Linked DNA regions of Mus musculus: region 2 is linked to region 1. A link is a contact called in public Micro-C data. All regions are on one chromosome and are shown on one strand. Each heading gives the region's core, a stretch centred on a gene start, on an enhancer-like site or on the middle of the called end of the contact. The rest is flanking DNA. Distances are from core to core; before and after follow the strand shown.

What was found. Hi-C and Micro-C count contacts between places; a contact is called where the count stands out from the background.
Region 2: a Micro-C map of muscle stem cells shows a contact between it and region 1, with 3 times the contacts expected there. The contact joins the enhancer-like site here to the promoter of Acvr2a in region 1. A contact is called at or near these places in 1 of 484 Hi-C or Micro-C datasets (muscle stem cells), 3 of 115 datasets of contacts at active chromatin or transcription factors (all in embryonic stem cells) and 1 of 9 other capture datasets (adipose tissue).

What each region holds. Positions count from the first base shown.
Region 1 is chr2:48,810,155-48,815,593 of GRCm38.p6, reverse strand. Acvr2a (activin receptor IIA) reads right to left here and starts at 1,485. Exons shown (of 11, transcript NM_007396.4): 1 at 768-1,485. The coding sequence starts at 822. It also overlaps the pseudogene Gm13489.
Region 2 is chr2:48,844,739-48,849,619 of GRCm38.p6, reverse strand. All of the region lies in intron 1 of Acvr2a (activin receptor IIA), which reads right to left. Among named protein-coding and RNA genes, the nearest start is that of Acvr2a, 33 kb to the right of the region's middle. Within about 2 kb of position 2,444, at least 7 of the 459 cell types and tissues checked have an H3K27ac peak or open chromatin away from gene starts, as enhancers often do. A contact at or near this core is called in muscle stem cells, where this site is marked.

The sequences.
Region 1 (5,439 bases), core at 236-2,735:
AGAAAAGAAAAGAAAAAGAAATACATCTCACAAGAACAGCATATTTAACATGAACACAATTTCACATGGCCTGTTCTTAACTGAAAACAACGTGTCGGTGCAAAGCGTTTAAAATAAGTATTCCGTAGGTAAGCAGAATCTACGCCTGAAAAGAGCACCCAAATGGTGGGTGAAAGCCAGCACACACCACCAACACACAGCAGCATACCTCTTCTGCACTGGGTTAGGGTTAATACTCCGGCAACTAAAACTATTTTTAACACTACTGGACAATGTAGTTGGAGAAGACGTGAGAGGAGACCTAGATTAAATCGCTGATAGGATGCATTGTTTCTCACAGTCAAAATTAAACACCAGCTCACTTGATCTATGTCTCGATATTCACCGGTGAAGCACTAATTAGATGACGACCAAAACCGGTCCTTGTTTTGGAACAGCTTAGGCTAAATGACATTTTGGAATACCTCCTTCTGGGTCTCAAACCTTTACATAAATTTTCACTTGTGGTATTTGCGGCTTGAACAGCAACCCAACCAGCGCTGTCATCGAGTGTTATGGCCACAAACCATGACTTTCTCACTTGCACAACAACACAGCACTCAACCTATCAGTTCGCCACACCAACCCAAAACAAGTGGAATTCATGGAGATTTCGAGATGATCGGGGCTGCGGGTTTAGGCGCGGGAAAAGCCTCGGCCCGAGAACTGCCCAGCAGACGGCACCCGGCACCCGGCCACAGCCCCGCCGCGCCGGCTCCTCCACCTACCTGAAGAGCAAGAGATAAGAAAGACGGCGAACGCCAACTTTGCAGCAGCTCCCATTTTCCCGAGGCGCCGGAGAAGCCGTAGGAAGTTCTCGCTAGATATCCAGTTCCCTGGGTCTTCCTCGGAGACAAACCTCCTGGTGTAAAATCAACCGTCATAAAACATATTCGGAAGCCCCGAGGCGGGGGGGAGGGGGAAGCAAAAAACGTTCACAGGGTTGAAAAAAAAAGGATTTAAAAAAAAGGCACAACAATTTAAAAAAATGTACCACGGGGGAAAAACCGCCACATACACGCACAACACACCAAACCAAACAACGAAAAGCCAACAACAACAAAAGCGGGTTGGAATCACTGTCAAAATCACTGTCAGCTCCGCTCGCCTCTCGCGTCTCAGCGAACAAAACGCCTGGCTGAGGCGACGAGGCGGCGGCGGCGGCGCCCGCAGCCGCCCGGACGGTCCGGGAGCCGAGCTGCTCCGACGTCCGGACCGACCTTCAACCCGGACACCCAAAGTCCGCGGACCACAGTAGCCGAGCTCGCGGCGGTGGCGGTGCGAGGCGGCCGCGGGAGACGGCGACGGGAGAGACGGTGGCGCAGGCGGCGGCCAAGTTCTGGTCCAGGCTGTGGCTCCGGCTCCCGGCTCCCGGCTCGGCCGCGTTTTCGGTCTCCTGGCCTCCGCCGGCCCCGCCCCCTACACTTCCGGTTCCGTCCTGAAGCTGGAAGCCAGGCGCGGCGGAGAAACGCTCCGCGGCGGCGGTGGCGGCGGCGGCGGGAGCGGCGGCCGGGCGCAGCGCGCGTGCCGGGCGGCGAGCGCGAGGAGATTGTCCGGGAGGCGGGGCGAGCCGGAGGGGCGGGGCCGGATCCGGAGCGCGCTCGCGAGGCTGCGGGAACCGAGACCGAGCAGACGGGACGGCGGGCCCTGCGGGTGCCCGCCGCGGCCCCGAGACGCCCGGTGTGCCCAGTGCGGTGCCCGCCCGGGCGCGAGAGCCGCGGCGCCCGAGCGGGATGGGCGATGCTAAGGCCGACTGCGGCGCCCAGCCTTTCCTCTGGGGGACGCCGAGGCCGCGCCGACTTGCTCCGAGTGGGCGGGAGCCGCACCCGCTGCTGCCCGAGCGAGCTCGGTGCTCGCGAGCCGGCCGCGCCCCCGCCGCCGAGGCCTCCCCACGTTTGTCTTTGGGCTAAAAAATAAAGGCAGGAAGGGCTGTCCGCCAGGTCAGGACACCCTCGCCAGATAGCTCGATGTGAGGTTCGGATCCTATCCACCACACCTTGTATACACAAAGCATTGTGTTGCAAACAGGTTTGCTCCTAGTTGGCGTGAAAGTCTGTATTAGGCTTGAAGTGAAAATCGCAGATTTCAGTGTATTGGACCGTCAGAGACGGTGGTGTTATCAATTCTTAGCCTCTTGTAAGACCTGTTTTTACCCCGTAAGCCATGTTGAACTGTTGATCGGGTGTTCAGTTAAGCACCGAAACATACAGAATGTAAAAATGTGAGCCCTACCTCCAGAAGCTCGGCTATTTGGGATATTCGAAGTTGGCTATAGCGTGCAAAGGATGATTGCTAGAGTCAGTTCGTCTGCCATTTAGCACAATTTGGTATAATAAAGGGGGAGATCTTGTTTTCCACTTTATTCCAGCATTCTGAAGGTTTTGACAGGAATGCTTCCTCAGTAGATAGGTAAATACCTAGAAGTTTGCCCTTTTTTCTTAATACAGTAGTAACCTCTGTGTTTGGAGACATTTTCAAGAAAAAAAGGAAGCAACTGTGGGATGGGTAATTAATGTTTTAGTGTACACTGATCCCCACATTTTTCCACAAACTCACTTGTATTTGTTTTCTTTTTCTCTTCCTATAAACTGCTCTATATTTCTGTCTATTAAGTACATCCTATAATTATCTGCCTATTTCTACTACTTGTCAGGGTTAATAATCATTGTGGCTCTTTAAACTCTCTCCAAGATTTCCAGTTCTCAAGCCCTGCTCAGAATTGATGGTATTATGCAACAAAATCCCAAACTGGTCTTCAGGATGCCTCAGTAAATCGAATGTAGTTCTGCAAACAGTTTAGGCTGGACAGAAACGAAGAGTTGCCACTAACAGTCTTAAAATGGAAGAGTGTGTTTACTTTAGAACCATCTACCCTCCTTTCTCCCAGGGATGGATCAGGCCCTACTGTTGTCTTGTCACTACATCGTCTCGATGTTTCTTCATCGCTAAAAACAGAGCAAGTGAAGCAACAAGAGTTGCATATTAGTTTCCTCTCACCTCCTAGTCTGACATATGAGTGAACGTAAAATTATTTTCTAAAGTAATGAAGAAGAACTTCAAGAATAATTCTGAATAAGAGCATTCTTTGCTAACAAAGAGTTAAAGTAAACCCCTGGGAGAAATTAGTGACAACCAGTCATAACAGCTATGCATTCTGTTCTTAAATGTGCTTCTGGGAGGCACCGGGATGGGCTCTTGTGGAGCTCAAGGTAGCTTCGAACTCCCTAGAGAGCCTAAGATGACCTTGAACTTCTGATCCTCCTGCCTCTACTTTGTAATTGCTGCAATTACTGACATGCACTACTGAGTTGTATTTATGTGGTCCTGGGGATCCAACCTAGAACCCCATGCATACTTAGCAAGCAAATGAGCTCCACCCAGAGCCCAGAATGTACTTTAAAAAAAAAAAAATCCAGAAATAGTGGCTTTAAAAGATAGTGTTATTAATCCCCACTACAGTTCCAAAGCTCACACTGAAGATAGAAATAGCTGAAATTATTAAGGCTGCCCTTTTTCCTCCATATTACTTATGTTTGACAAATTTCTACAAATGCTATGTAATTCAGTCATAGCCACCCCTAATGCTCCCCTCCCAGTACTCCTAGGGCCCCTTAATAAATGCCTTTATATAGTCTGACTGAGTCCAGGTAGTGGTGCTTGTATAAGCGTGGGCAGTCTACCAGTAGTCACATCCCTGCAGAAAGTCCTCTTCCCAGCAAACTTCAATTGCCAGTGGCTCCTCAGCTAAGGCCTCGAGAGGCTCTTCCCGTCAAGATGGGAACTCCTGCCTGGCTTGACCTTGCCAGGGTTACTGTAGCTGCTTCAACTTCCATGCCATGTCCAGAAGATAGTATTTCATTCACAGCACCCCATGGCTGGAACTTTTCTCCCATCCCCCATTCCACGGTGTTCTGTGAGCTTTATGGGATTGATCTAGACATCCTATTTAGGGCTGAGCACCCAACAGTCATTTACTCCTTAGCACTTTGACTAATTACACGTCTCTGCCTTGACTGCTGCTCACTGCAAAGGGAAATGTTCCTGGCCAGGGTTGACAACAGCACTAATATATGGGTATAACCAAATATTTAGAAGGCAGATTGGCAACACTTCTGCCTAACAAAACAACAGTAGTAGGTTCTCCCACGACAGCTTGTGTCCTTCCCTGGCCATGGGCTTTTGACAGTTTGCAGTTCTAGGCATCAATTCAGTGGTTCTCAGCCTTCCTAATGCTGCGACCCTTTAGTACATTTCCTCTTGTAGTGGTGACTCTCAACCATAAAATTACTTTTGGTGCTACTTCGTAAGTGTAATTTTGCTACTGTTATGCATTGTGATGTAAATATCTGTGTTTTCCAATGGTCTTAGGCAAAGCCTGTGAAAGGGTTGTTCCAACCCCAAAGGGGTCACGACCCATAGGTTGAGAAATGCTGAATTTATTCCTATGGAAACAACCTCAGATCCAATCAGAAAGTGGCTAGTCATCTTCCTAATGTGTATGCCACTATTGCAATATACATCTTGCCTAGGAGGTTAGTAACGCAACATTCAGGGTTCACTGTTGGGTAATATTATTGATGACTTTTGGCCCCAAGTAGCCTGCATAGCACCTTCTAGCACTATGAAAAACAGCTGTGAGATAGTTTACAGATCAGTTCCAGCTTGATTTATCTATGTCCTATAACCAAACTATGTTGTGTCTTCAACCATAGGGTCTTTCCATCTAGCGAGAGCAACAGCAATAGCCTATATTGTTTAAGGGGCCTCTATGGCCTGGCCAATGGCATGTAAGGAAGTATCCCATAGTGGACACTTAGATTTTTCATTGATTGACCTATGTTTTCTGGGGAAAGCAATGTCCACCTCTACAGGGTACAGTGTGGTGGTAGTGGTGTTCAAACTCCTTTAAAAAAAAGAAAGAAAGAAAAAGGCTCTCTGCTCCTCCTGATTCCAGAGACAGTCACATCTTGTACAATGCCAACCTCATCCCTGAAACATGATGATCATCATCAAAGTGAGCTAATTTGGCTCTATTGGGTGCCTTATTACCAGGGCTGCCTTTAGTAGACAATAGTAACTGCTATTCTAGCAAAATGGATGTTCTTGCCATCAGTGACCCCTTCATTGACCTCAAACACATGGTCTACATGTTCCAGTATGATTCTACCCACAAGTGCCACAGTATAGTCAAGGCTCAGAACTGGAACCTTGTCATCAAGAGGAGCCAGATTATTATAGAATCTACTGGTGTCTTTACCACCATGGAGAAGGCTGGGACCTACTTGAAGGATGGTACCAACAGGATTATCATCTTCCCTTTCTGCTATACCCCATGTTTGTAATGGGTGTGAACCATAAGAAGTGTGACTATGTACTCAGGATTGTCAGCAGTACTTCCTG
Region 2 (4,881 bases), core at 1,195-3,694, 33 kb before region 1:
CAGGGAATAGAAAGTAGAATGAAACTCACAAAGTAAAAATGAGGGATTGTTCAGCCCATACTATTTGTCACAGAAGCATAAAGACCTGATTACTAGGGCTCCCCAGCCAGTCGGTCTACACAATCAGCAAGTCCCTGGGTTCTGTGTGGAACTCCATCTCACAAATAAGGTAGAGAACAACTGAAGAAGACATCCAATGTCAACCCCTAGCCCTCATACACAGGTGCATGGACAACACAGACACACACAGACACAAACACACACCCCATAACATGCACAAATATTATATTATATTATATTATATTATATATTCTTTCGAAGATCCACAGAAGTCTAATTTTTCATGTGAGGTGGCTGACAAGGAATGATGAATATAAAATCAAAAGTCCTAGTGAATTTTAGGCATGTATCATCACCAATGCCTTTTTACTAAAGAGACATGTAGAATGCCTAGAGGAAAGCAGGATTTTATCTTGAACAAAGTGAAAGTTAAGGAACATTTCCTATTCTAGCACATGAAACATGGTTACTCATCACTACTGCCTGTTAAGAGGCCAGCAGCCACACTGACTCCTTGTTGATTCTACAGTAAAAAGGATACCACAGAAAGTACGCCTCTATAAAGACATTCACACTCACTATAAAACCACCTGTTCATACTAGTACTCAGTCAATAAAACAAGATAATGTTACCTAAGGTCTTCAAATAACATTTTGTAACTGAAGTTCCCTTTTCCCTGCCCCACAAAAGAGAATAAAATCAGGTCACCTGAAATTTAAATCATAAGCAATACCAAAAAAAAAAAAAAAATCTTAGAGATTTTTAGAAAATCTCAAGTTCCTTTGTTGCTGTTGTTAAGAAGGTGTTAACTGAAGTAAAAACTCTATTGCATGTTATTATCAGTCTATTCTTACAATGTAAGACATGCACACTCTCCTCCTGCTTCCATTTACCCCATTCAATCAATTCTTCATCTAAAAATCAAGACAAATCTTTACTACAGCAAACAAAATTAAACCACTCCTCTGGTTTCCCACTCTTGTAGATCCCACAATCAAACTCAAACAAATTTCAGAAGACCTTTCATACCCTGACTTGTGGTCAAATCTTTTTTTAAACATCGGTTCTCTTAGGCCATGATGCAGTCTACCTTCTCTCCTCAGTACTAAAGCTGTTTGAATGAGAAGCTAACTAAGAAAATGCCTGGAAAGGTTTGCAGGCCATGGCTTGTGCTGTGTCTCTTCCAAAAGTTCTGTTGAAAGGTACTAGGAGGGGGGACCAAATAGTTACTATGTAAGCCATGGAGTCCCACTGTCATAAAAAAGGGGGCTTTGAAAATGTGTTCTTCCTCATGTTCTGTGCCATGAAAATATAAAACAGTAAGGTCCATACCAGGCCCTAACTAACACTCTGATCTTGGACAAGTCACCAAAACTATGACAGAATAAGTACTTTCCCTTATCCTCACTCAAATATTGTCACAGCACTTAAACAAACAAACAAACAAAACAGCAAAACAAAACAAAAACAGCCTAAGACAACATTGAAAATTACCATTCACAAAAAGTACTGAATTTGCATCTGGAATGTTATATTTACTTCAACTGTAATCAATAACTGATGCGCTGTACTGCTTAAGTGAACGAACTTCTAATATGTTCCCACCTGTACAGAGCATAAGCCAGGAAAGTCATGTTTAGTAAGCTGAGAGAATAAAGACTTTTTCAAATTTAGGAGTATGACAATGTGGATTCAAACAAGACAAGAAGAGTAAACAACGCACTCTTACTAAAGTGATAATAAAGATTAACAATATAATACCTCCTTATTTCCATTCCTCACAAATCTTCATGGCTGCCACTGCTTCCTGGGGCCATGTGAATATTTTCTGTACTTTTCCAATATTAATACTAGTTCTGTCTAAATAAAAACATTTACCTGTGTTTTAAATAAAATTAATGTCTTACAAAAAAACTCTGAAACTTTGCTAGCACGTTTTAAATACCATTCTAAATCCTCCCATACAAGAATGCTTACATTCAGTGTTCTTGTAAGAAACAAAGACTCAAGGAACTAGAATTATTCACTACAGCACTTATGGGAGCATTTAAACATGAGGTAAACTTCTAAAATAACAGTACTGAAAAAAGGTTCAATGATAAGATACTTTCTAACAAGTTACTTCGAGATGCCGGAATATAAGTAAGGCTCAAATATAAGTCAGTCTATCCCTCAGCATAGAAGCCTGGGATCAGGAGACAGAAGCTTTAAGGACAAGACACCATAGTCAATGGTGTACTTGCTAACTGAAAAGGGAAGAACCAGGAGGAATAAGAGGAAGAAAAAGAACGGAAGCAAAATGAAGTTGAAAAGACATGGAAACAACTGCACCCATCCATCAATTTCAGCTAAGCAGCTGGTTGGTGAGTCAGGGGTCAACAATTCTAACCCCTGGCTTTCTACTAAATATGAAAACCAATTCCTAGTGGAATTCACATACCCTCTTCCTGCTTATCACTTAAATCTGCATCAATTGCAAATGAAGAACAGTTTTGCTTTTAATGCATTTATTCATTCATTTGTTCTTTCATTTTGCAGTTTGTGAACGTGTGGTGTGTGTGTGTGTGTGTGTGTGTGTGTGTGTGTGTGTGTATAAGTACAATGTCTGAACACTCATGCAAACCCTGAGGTTCATATCACATGTCTTCCTCAATCACTCTCCACTAAATGTCTTGAGACAGGGTTTCTCCCTGATCCTGGAGCTCAGACACAGCAATGCAGGCTGGCAAGTCAGAGAGCTGCAGGCATTCTCTTCTGTTTTGCCAGTGCTGGGGTTATAGATGTATGCCACCACACCCAGCTTTTTTACATAGGTGCTGTAATTGCTGAGGATCCAAATACATGTATACATGTTTTCATGACCAGCATTTCACTGACTAAGCTAAGCCATGTTCCTAGCTCCAAATCCACCCTTTAAAGACAATTTTTTCCTTTTTTTTATTAGATATTTTCTTTATTTGCATTTCAAATGTTATCCTCTTTCCTAGTTTCCCCTCCGAAAATCCCATCTCCTCTCTTCTCCCCATGCTCAACAACCCACCCACTCCTGCTTCCTGGCCCTGGCAGCCCCCTATAACTGTGGCATAGAACCTTCACAGGACCGAGGGATTCTCCTTCCATTGATGAGCAACTAGGCCATCCGCTGCTACATATGATGCTAGAGCCATGAGACCCACCATGTGTTTTCTTTGATTGTGGTTTAGTCCCAGGGAGCTCTGGGGAGTACTGGCTAGTTCATATTGTTCCTCCTATGGGGCTGCAAACCCCATCAGCTTCTTGGGTGCTTTCTCTAGCTCCTCCATTGGGAACCCTGTGCTTTTGTCCAATGGATAGCTGTAAGCATCCACTTTTGTATTTGTCAGGCACCGGCAGAGCCTCTCATGAAACAGCATTATCAGGTCCTGTCAGCAAGCTCTTGTTGGCTTCTACCATTGTGTTTGGGTTTGGTGATTGTTTATGAGATGGATACCCAGGTGGGGCAGTCTCTGGATGGTCATTCCTTAAGTCTCTGTTCCAAACTTTGTCTCTGTAACTCCTTCCATGGGTATTTTGTTCCCCCTTCTAAGAGGGATCGGAGTATCACACTTTGGTCTTCCTTCTTCTTGAGTTTCAGAAACTTATAGAGGAGAGAGTGGGGAAGAGCCTCGAAGATATGGGCACAGGGGAAAAATTCCTGAACAGAACAGCAATAGCTTGTGCTGTAAGATCAAGAATCGACAAATGGGACCTCAAAAAATTTCAAAGCTTCTGTAAGGCAAAGAACACTGTCAATAAGACAAAAAGGCAACAGACTGGGAAAAGATCTTTACCAATCCTACATCTGATAGGGGGCTAATATCAAATATATTCAAAGAACTCAAGAAGTTAGACTCCGGAAAACCAAATAACCCTATTAAAAAATTGGGTACAGAGCTAAACAAAGAATTCTCAACTGAGGAATACTGAATGGCTGAGAAGCACCTGAAAAAATGTTCCATATCCTTAATCATCAGGGAAATGCAAATCAAACCAACCCTGAGATTCCACCTCACACCAGTCAGAATGGCTAAGATCAAAAACTCAAGTGACAGCAGATGCTGGTGAGGATGTGGAGAAAGAGGAACACTCCTCCACTGCTGGTGGGATTGCAAGCTGGTAAAACCACTCTGGAAATCAGTCTGGCAGTTCCTCAGAAAATTGGACATAGTACTACCGGAAGACCCAGCAATACCACTCCTGGGCACATACCCCAAAGATGCTCCAACATGTAATAAGGACACATGTTCCACTATGTTCATAGCAGCCTTACTTATAATAGCCAGAAGCTAGAAAGAACCCAGATGTCCCTTAACAGAGGTATGGATACAGAAAATGTGGTACATTTACACAATAGAGTCCTATGCAGTTGTTAAAAACAATGAATTTATGAAATTCTTAGACAAATGGATGGATCTGGAGGATATCATCCTAAGTGAAGTAACCCAATCATAAAAGAACACACATGATATGCACTCACTGATAAGTGGATATTAGCCCAGAAGCTCAGAATACCCAAGATACAATTTATAAAGACAAATTAAAAAGAAGAAACTGAAGCACGATTTAGAATTTAGAATATATTAACAGCCTCATTGAGTCAGATAACAAGGACACAGGCTAATGAGAACTGTGTGTCTAGATGCCACAGAGAATAAAGCTCAGCCTCTAATATCTGCATCTCTAAATATGAATAAATTATAGTATGTACCTCACCCCTCAGCAGAGGCGTTAGTATAAATATCTATCTATGAGATAAGGAAAGAGCATTGATATAAATAGAATGAGTAATATAAAAACAATTT